Linked DNA regions of Mus musculus: region 2 is linked to region 1. A link is a contact called in public Hi-C data. All regions are on one chromosome and are shown on one strand. The core of a region is the stretch at or near the end of the contact, and the rest is flanking DNA. Distances in the headings are between cores, read along the strand shown. Region 1 has its middle 19 kb from the start of Gm26344. Region 2 has its middle 24 kb from the start of Gm31651.

Region 1 (4,863 bases), core at 625-3,124:
TGCCTACAGTTGTACAGGAGTAAAGATGGAGAAACTGAAGGAATGGCTGACAAATAACTGTTCCATCTTGAGACCCATGCCATGAGGGAAAGCCCACCCCTGACACTGTTAATGGTATTCTGTTATAACTTTAATGTTTTCAAAATCTACCTTTATTGATTGTTCTCAAATGTTTTTACCTCCATCGTAGCACACCGCCCACCAGAGGTAGTGGGGAAGAAAGGATATGGGGGAAATGGACCTGTTTAGATAGGTTCTTTGAAGCAACTCCTGTTTGTGTTGTTTGGAAATTGGTAGTTCAGTTCACAGGCTAGCTTCAGTGGCTTGATCCACTCACAAACACTTCACAGATATACCAGCAGTCCAGTTCGGTAGAGTTGGGATAGCAGACACGAATCAGCAATGGTGGCACTCCCTAGCCGAGGCAGCCAGTCCCCAGCCTCAGCACAAGTCAGAAGGGGGGTACCCAAAGGGACACCAGAAGAAGTTCTCAGCTGTGCCTTTCTCAGAGAAGTAAATATCAGTGAAGACTCTAGACCAATAAGTGTTGTACAACTAACTCTACCAGCAAGGCTAGCTCTGCCTCTGTCACTGTCAGTTGAATTCTATTTTATACTCCCTGCAAACATCACTTATCCTCCACGGGTCTTGCCTTAGCACCTGTCTTGCCCCAGCATGGGAGTCTGTTTCAGCTGACATTACTCTGCCAACCAGCCCAAGTCCACAGAAGCTGCAAGAAACTGCAAGAAGCTGCAAGAAAAATATACCACCAGAAGTTTTTGGTGCATTTCTCTCTATGGAGTCTTGACAAATGCAGCTCAACTATGCCATGTAAGGTGGACCAATACATGTGTGTTGTTGGCAAAGAATTCCTCATCACGTGCCTTTTCACATGATTGCTTTAACAAAACATCTTTTCTCCTGTGTCTGTTTCAGCGAAATGTTCCTTCAAAAGTCTGCCTTAGCCTTTCACCTGTGTCCACTTCAGGAAAACACTCCTTCACATGTTTGCCCCAGCAAAATACCATCAGATACAACTGACTCTCCAAAGAACCCCTAAGTTTCCACTTCATTCTGCTCTACTTGCAGACAGGAGCCTAGCATAACCATCATCAGAGAGGCTTCACCAAGTAACTAAAGGAAACGTTTGCAGAGACCCACAGCCAAACACTAAGCTAAGCTTTGGAAATCCTATGGAAAAGGGGGGTAGGAGGAGGACTATAGGAGCCAGAGGGATCAGAGACAATACAAGAAACCATAGAATCAACTAACCTCAGCCCATAGGGACCTCAGATCCTTAGATTTTCTATGTCACCTTGACTGGACTTGAATCTACAATCTGACAGCCTCATGACCCACCTTTTATTTTTTTTAAAGGGTCTCACACAGCCTAAGCTAGCCTACATAACTAAAGATGGCCTTCTAGCCTTCACCTCCCAAGTGCTAGGATTACAGGTGTATATCACCACCCCTTTTTATATAGTTCCAGGGGCTCGATCTCAGGGATTTATGAATATTAAACAAGCTCTCTACGTGATGCACCATTCCCTTCAATTGAACATTTTCCTTCCATTAAGAACTTAAGAGGTTACTCTTTTTAAATGTCAATTTCCTACTTTTTTTTTTTTACTGTTTCTTACAATGCATATTTTATATATCATATAATTTCTGTGTTGTAGCGTGGGAGTCTCAAGTCCTGCGTGATAAAACTTCTAAGCTGCAAGATGCTTATTAACATTTGCTAATGTGTTTAATCAGAAAGATACCACATACAGTCTGAAGTCTTATAAATGAGAAAGCTATGCAGAGCAGGAGAGACGGCTGCTTTGAGATTGCAGGAACTCTGTAAGCTGCAGACGGGAGCCAATCTTCTGTGCGTCTACTCTGTTACCATGGACTCCTATTCATTAGCAAGGCATTCCTGTGTGTTCTGCTTTGAAAAACTGGAAATTCCCTGAGAACTTTCCCAGAAAGCTGCAAGCCATTTAAAGGGAATGAAAACTGAAAGTCTGTACGAACACAATATGTGGGCAATGAACCCAAGAAAGTAGAAGCTTGGCTTTTTCTAAGTGGTGGTATTTTTGAAAGATATCATCATAATGTTCTGCCTTAAACATGGGGGTATGCATTGTTGTCTCCTGTGTTGGATTTTCCCAGTCTATAATCAACCAAAAATAATGTGCTCATTGACTCATAATACTTAGCACTGTGAGACAGTGGGATCTCTACAGAAGAATCTGTATACTCTCTGCCCTTCCAGAGCTCCACTAAGGACAAAGAATAAAATCAACATATTTAAGGCATAAGGCAAGGCAAGACAGAAGTTAATTGCTCTAAGTTCTAATCTGTAAAGTACAAACTGTTAGTACCATACAATTGATTGGAGAAGGAGGCATGAAGTCCAGGACCTGCTTCCAGAATTCTGAACGTCTATTTCCCATTTCTGAGGGATGCATGGGTGTTCTTTCTTACACCCAGTGGGTAAACTGAACTCATTTGTTTTATTCACTTTGTTTATCTTACGGTTCACAATAGAAGTCTTAAGGGGAGATGAATAATACCCACAACAATTTGGGAAAAAAACATGGAGGAAATAGAATTATTGTGGGCATTAGCGTTGGCAAAGAGAAGAACAATCAGTGTAAACACAGTGGGTGAATAAATAAGTGTGCAGGGATGATGGGTGCTGGCCAGAGTGGATTTGGAGTTTTGTGGGGAAGTCCAGGACCAAAATCATAAGTTGAATAATCTGAGAGTGGGAGAGGAAAAGTCAGGGGAGGCATTAAATGACTTGGGATAGAGGCAAAGGAAAAAATTGATGCATATTTTAAAATATTCATAGGTTATAGGTTTTAAATTTGGTTACAGCAATAGTTCCCAATCTTCCTAATACCGTGACCCTTTAACACAGTTCCTAATGTTGTGGCGACCCCTGCAGAAAATTATTTTTGTTGCTACTTCATAACTGTACTTTTATTAGTTATGAATCATAATGTAAAGAACAGATAATGCAGGATAAATTATATGTGCACCTTATGAAAGGGTTGTTTGACCCTAAAGGAGTTGAGATCTACAGTTGAGAACTTCTGGGTTACAGGAGCTGAAGGAAAATGATTGTGGCTTTGGTATCCTTGTAGGAGAAAATAGGAAGGTGGTGTGATAAAGGGGAGCAGAAACTGAATGACACAGTGATGAGGGTCTCCTCTCTCTATTGCCAAAGAGACATGGATGAGAACCACTACAGAGAAGAAAATGCTCACATCTGGGTAGACAGCAAGCTGAAGGAATGGGCAGGAGTACTGAACCCCGTGCTCTACGGAGCCTGGGAGATCTCATTGCCAGTGACAGCACAGAGGTGGTGAACTGGAACTAGACAGAATACTTGGTCTTTCCCATGTGGAGTTGACATGGCAATGAAACTAGGCAACGGCAGTACGGTAATTTTGCAAAGACACATTCTGATGAGCATATTCAAATGCAAAATATCCCTGCCACAAATGAATCTCCATAGTATAGCCTACAATACATGCCATTAAATACCCAATAATAACAGTACCTTTCAGTAGAATGTCGGACAAGAAAATGAAGACTGTTTCTCTGACTGAAAGTTGTCACCAAACTTGTCACTGTTCTTGTTCTTCCTACTTCAGATTGGTCCATGCTCTATACATACTGGAATTAAATCCTTTACTGGGTGGCAAACGTTTTTCTTCCTATTGGTGGTGGTGTCTAGGTAAGACAAATCATCCTAATGATGTTCTAAATAAATGTAATTCAATGTCTTTCTAAAATGTGAAGACTAATGCTATAGAAATGAAATCTATAAAAGTCCAAGGGGCAGATAGAATCAAGGAGGCAGATTTTGATTCAATACAAAAAAAGCACTTTCTAAAAATGTGAATTACCCATAAATGGAAAAAGCTAAGCATATTCCCTCTTCTGGAAGTCTTGTAGCAGTAGCTCAACGCTGTAGAGATGCTATATATAGAATTCTTACTTGGGGCTTAGGACTGAGGGACCTCCATAGTAATTTTTCTATTATCTTCCTCTCGTGTATCATGGGTAAGGAGAAACGGTCGTATGAATACCAATCGTGTTCTCATACTCATGCAAGCTGGGGTTTGGGGCCTTTAATTAGATATTGAGGGTGTAGCAATGCACAGCCTGAAGCTATCTACATGACTTTGCAGATAGTAGGAGATACAGGAACAGGCAGATAAACAGTGGCCAAAAAGTAAATATTTGGCACTCAGGGAGCATTTAGCTCAACTGTGGTGCTTAGGAATACTTTAGGGAATAGATGACATATAACCTGAAACATCATTCACTAAACTGAACTTGACTGATGAAGACAGAGAGACTTCAGCCACTGTAACCCATTTACATATTCAGTCTTTATGATCTGAACACAAGAACACTGACAGGTTATGAAGCTTAGGAGGAGGGCTCTCAATGAGACAAAATGAACTACATCCTCAAAAGTGCAAAGACAATCTTTATGCCAAGATAATATTGTGATGTATTCATGACTTGCTCATATATATATATATATATACATATATATATATATACATATGTATTTATATGTGTATGTATATGTATAACTTGGACACTGAATATTCCTTATCCAAGGAGACTAGATCAAATTAGATTGTTCCACTGACCTGAGCAGAGGCAAGGCAAAGCAGAGGGAGAGAGGGAGGTGATTATAGCAAAGCTAGAGAATAATAGCTTCAAATTATTGGCTTTTTTACTATAAATGTCAAGTAATATAAAGATTGAATCAAGTATTTGCAGGTAAATTTTCCCCTCCCAGAAGGAGATAACTTGAAGGGTTTTTTGTTTCTTTAATTGTTTGTTTGT
Region 2 (4,893 bases), core at 1,431-3,930, 170 kb before region 1:
TCCACTGGGGTCCCCGGGCTCAGTCTGATAGTTGACTGTGAATATCTGCATCTGTATTGGTCAGGTGCTGGTAGAACTGGTTCCCTGAGAGGTTCTACCAGCACCTGTCCACTTGCTTTTAAAATGGTGGAGGTGAAGATATGGCAGCAGGAGTGGGTGGTGGAGGAAGAGGCTTGCCTCATGCCATTCAGTAAGTAAAAGTGGAAGGAGGAGATCTGGGCAAGAGATAACCTGTAGAAGCATGCCCCGAATGGCCCCTTTCTTTACACTACATCCTGTCTCTTAAGTTTTCATCTCCCCTCAAAACCTATAAAGTCATGGACCCATCAGTGGACTGATCCGATGATGAGGCTAAAGTTGCCATGGTCCAATCACTCCAATTTCAGCTCCACCCCTGAACATTGCTACATTGAGGACCTACCTTTTGAAGTATGAGCCTTCAGTGGATGTTTCATATCCAAACCATAACAGTAACCTAGACATCATCACGACGCAACCCAAGAGAACCTTATGGATTCGTATTTAAAAGTAGTCCCAGACACTCTGTGACATCCTCTTAGCACATCTTGCATCCTCACCCCAGTCCTCTCTGAGATCAAGTTGCTACCTTCCTAAACCTGCGATCACCTCTGTCTATGGTGATGAGAAAAGACCACTAAAAAGTAACAAAGCTTTCCATTGGGAAATTTGAAATGTAAAAGCCATGAGAGAAACTCTGGTGCTCTGGATCAGGAACTGTGGCTCTCTGATCCCCTCCTCTGAGGAGAAGAAGACCCTGAGCTCTGTGTTTATTTGGATAATGCAACTCCAGGGACTTTTGACAAACAGATTGTTCTCAATCCTGGACTGCTGAGAGGGCAGAATTCAGCCGTTAGAACAACATCTTCCTGGACAAATGTCTTTCTTGCATGTTGGAATGGGACAAAAGGTAACTGCAGGGTTTGGGATTTTAGCAAGTAGACAGGCATTTGAGAGTTCCGGGCTGCTGCCTTTTCAATTTGTATTTTGGGTATGTATGTATGTATGTATGTATGTATGTATGTATGTATGTATGTATGTATTTATTTATTTTTCAGGAGAATGGACAGTTTGTAGGCTGGAAAAAATTGTTAACAGATTCTCAGGTTTATAAAAACAAAAAGTCTTATTGTATTTTTCTTGGTGTGTATGCATCTGCCCTGTGTATGCAGGTGTCTGGACAGGCCAATGGAGGGCTTCATAGCCCCTTGGAGCTGGAGTTACAAGAGTTATGAGTCGTCTATCATGCGTTCTGAAAATCAAACTTCTGACCTCTGGAAAAGCAGCATGCACTCTTAATAACTGAGACATCTCTCCAGTCCAGATTCACAGTTATTACTGTCACCGCTGATAATGCCTAACAACAAGCCAGTGAGCCAATCAAAAGCAGTGATGAGCAGGTGCCGTGGCTCCGACCCCTGATGTTCCTATTTCGTCTCACACAGAAACGGTTCCGTTAAGGTCATCAAGGTGCCCTCATAATCAGTCAGATTGAGGGGAAATTCTTTCTTCTGCCAAGTCAATTCCCATGGCACAAATTGGGGCCAGAGGAAGCTTAATGCAAAAAGTAAGGTCTGAACGTTAGAGCTCCAGCAGGCAGGAGGCTCCCCGTGAATGCTCGTGCCTTCTTTCTTTCTCCGTTTCTTGTGGAAAAGATTTGTAATAAGATCGACAGGACGGCGGTTTACCTGCTGGTCTGTTCAGATAAAAAGAGGTAGATTTTCTCCTTGAACAAATGCTTTTCATTTGTGACAGTGCTTGCTGGATCAGAGAATAGTGATGTCATCCTGATATGCAAATGAACGGCCAGCCGGAGGAGCTTGGAGAAAGCCCCTGAGACAAGGCAGGGCTGTCGCAAATGGGCCAGCAGGTGTGCGGGCAAAGCAAGGCCATTGTGATTGGAACAATGACAGGAGCAGAGAGAGAAAGTAGTGTTTACAGAGTGTTTAGATGCTGGTGCAATAAGGACTTTATACCAGTCATACCAAACTCCTCTGCCAGCCTCTTTATGGTGTCCGGGGGCAAGGGAACATTCCAGACCGCAGGACCACTTTTCACAAGTGGAGATGACAGTTGGAAGAAAGTATTATCTCTTTGTCACTAGACTGTGAAGTCAGCTCGAAGGCAAGACAACTTATTCTCTTAGTCTGTGTATGCAATTTTATCTAGACAGCATTTCCAGGAATTAGGATATAAGTACCATATATAAGTGGATATATAGCACCATATGGACAATTTAGGGATTACATGGAAATGCCACTAATTAACAAGATGAGGGGGAAAAAAGATTTTTGCTTGGCACACCCACCTGAGAACTAACTCAGGATTCTAGCTCCAGCGTCGTCGACTAACTTGGTTCCAAGGCCTTCGGAACAGACTGTCTTCTTGTGTCCCCTTTCCCCCCTTTACGTGCCAGCTGAAAAGTTGTTTTGTTTATTTCTTTTTAAGGACTCTCTTTGAATTTTCTCCTTACTGTCGCTCTGTACGAAATTCAGGGACGCAGAGTTGCTGGACAGTTTGGAGCCTCTCCCGGAAAGCTAACCTTCTCTGAAGGGGGTGGCTCTGAGAAAGGGAAATGCTTGCTTTTCAAAAATGCCTCCTCTGGGAGGCCGAGGGCAGCCTCCTTTCTGCATAGTCAGGGAAATTTCATCCTCAGATAAGGGAATTGGGAACGGTTGCCTGTGATTGCCTAAAGACTCCACAAGGACAAATGTGAGGAGTCACTACCCAGGAGCCAAGGTCTCTTTGTTTATGTTCCTTGTAGCATTTCCTGCATTCCTCTCTTAATGGCTCCAATACCAGAGTCTGGTCTGCTTGGAAAAATCTATAGGGAATCAGCTGAGGCTGGAGACCTTTTCTCCCATTCATTCATTCATTAGCTCATTCACTCTTTCCTCTGAGAAAAGTTTTCTAGTGCTGAAAAACATTGGTTACATAACTCCTGTGGTTTTTCCAGGGGAAAGTTATGAAGCAGCTGTTTTCCTTCATCCTTTTCCTCTAAAGATGGCGGGAGGCAGAGTTTCAAGAGTTAGCCATATTGATGAATGGTGATTTTTTTCCCTCTCTTTGGGTGACTGAAGCGAGTTTACCAAGGAAATATTTGACGGTAAAGGTGAACTAGTTTTCTATGTTAACTCTCCCTTCAGAGTCTGGGAAGGAACACAGAAGACTAGAGGGTGTAAACAAACAAGCAGCCAGTGTTTTATGTCTATGCAGCTCGAGCCCGTTTCTAACCACTGTCCAGCTAGGAATGCATCTTATTTTTGGCAAATGCATCCTGCTTTAGGTTTTGGCTTGGCCTGGTTTCTGTTGTGATGACACAGTTCATGCAGTGGTCTGTCTCAGCTGCCAAGTCCCCATCAGTCAGACACACTAACACGACCTGGTGTTTACATATCAATACAAGTCTTGTCAGTTTTGAACCTGATGCCTCTTCAGAGAGGGTGGTGATATGAGGTCTGTGCATGTGGATGTATCCAGAAAGCTATGAGCAATAGAATATCATAAAGACAGAGGACATTTGCTCACACCCTGAAGGGGTGTTCGATTATCAAAGCAAATGCCAAGGTGCCAGGAGTGGCTCAGAGCAGTGAGCCTGCCCCAGGCAGATGTGTAATGCAGTTAAAGATGCTGTCTGAGGTGTGCTGTGTTCCCTCCTCTGCCGCCCCTCCCTGTTCGATAGACCCGAGATCACCACACACCTTTTTCAAGTCTCCAGAGTGGGCTTGAAATGTATTTCATCCAGCACGTAGAAAAACTCAGTTTGGTATTTCCTGGGAGTTTGAACATAAGTAAAGGAAGTCTTAAGCATGGGCCGTTACATCTCTGGCAGCCGCGTGAGATGCTTTTACTTTTTATTTTTATTATTATTATTTTTTATAAAGGACAGCATTTAATTGGGGCTTACAGGTTTAATTGGCTTACAGGTTCAGAGGTTCAGTCTATTACCATCAAGGTGGGAACATGGCAGCCAGCATCCAGGCAGGCATGGTGCAGCAGAACCGAGAATTCTACATCTTCATCTGAAGGCTGCTAGTGGAAGACTGCCTCCCAGGCAGCTAGGGTTAGGGTCTTCAGCCCACGACCACAGTGACACACCTACTCCAACAAGGCCACCCTCTTAATAGGGCCACTCCCTGGGCCAAGCATACACAAACCATCATATTTCACTCCCTGGCTCCCACAGACTTGTTTAAACATATGAGTCTATGGGGGCCACACCTAAACATAGCATAATGCAAAAGACATTTAGTCCAACTTCCAGAGTTCCCATAGCCTCAATAATGTTACCAATGTTAAAAGTCTAAAGTTCTAGTGTCTTCTGAGATTCTTTCAATCACTTAACTGTAATCCCCAAAGCAAGACAGGAAAACAACTGGGCATCTCCATGGCTGGTGTCAAAGCAGTCTTCAGATCTCCAACCTCTTTTTCATTTTTGTTGACTGCAACAAACGTCTTTCTCCTGGGCTGGCTCCCCTCCCTGTTAGCAGCTTTCCTCAGGAAATAAACTACTCTCTTGCTCCTGTCCCTATCCAAAGCCTCACACTGTGTTAATAGGCTCTTCCATTTAAAATCCTCTCTATATTGTGGCTCCTTAGTGATCAGCACTGGATCTTTCTCTAAATTTGCTCTTGGCTTTGTCTGGCTCATCTGCCATGGTTTTAAAAACCGCTGTCTTCTAAATTTTAATAGTCATCTTTCTGAGAGGTATACTCACAGACATGTTGACTCAGCGTGTTCAAAATAAGTTCTAAAGCTTGCTTTGTTTTTTGTTTTTTTGTTTCCAAAAACAGGACCCTGTTTCTATTTTGGAGTTCTGACTACCATGGAACATGCTATATTCATTAGCCTGACCTCAAAAAAATCACAGAGACC

Evidence for each region. A called contact is a pair of places that touch in the nucleus more often than the background predicts.
Region 2: a contact with region 1 is called in a Hi-C map of bone marrow-derived macrophages, with 4 times the contacts expected there. The contact joins two enhancer-like sites. A contact is called at or near these places in 1 of 15 datasets of contacts at CTCF or cohesin (stem cell-derived epiblast-like cells), 53 of 484 Hi-C or Micro-C datasets (the AML12 cell line, the BV-2 cell line, the Ba/F3 cell line and 30 more) and 3 of 115 datasets of contacts at active chromatin or transcription factors (bone marrow-derived dendritic cells, extraembryonic endoderm stem cells and large pre-B cells).

Annotation. Positions count from the first base shown.
Region 1 is chr3:116,044,267-116,049,129 of GRCm38.p6, reverse strand. No RefSeq gene overlaps it. Among named protein-coding and RNA genes, the nearest start is that of Gm26344, 19 kb to the left of the region's middle. Within about 2 kb of position 1,874, at least 29 of the 459 cell types and tissues checked have an H3K27ac peak or open chromatin away from gene starts, as enhancers often do.
Region 2 is chr3:116,219,643-116,224,535 of GRCm38.p6, reverse strand. No RefSeq gene overlaps it. Among named protein-coding and RNA genes, the nearest start is that of Gm31651, 24 kb to the right of the region's middle. Within about 2 kb of position 2,680, at least 42 of the 459 cell types and tissues checked have an H3K27ac peak or open chromatin away from gene starts, as enhancers often do.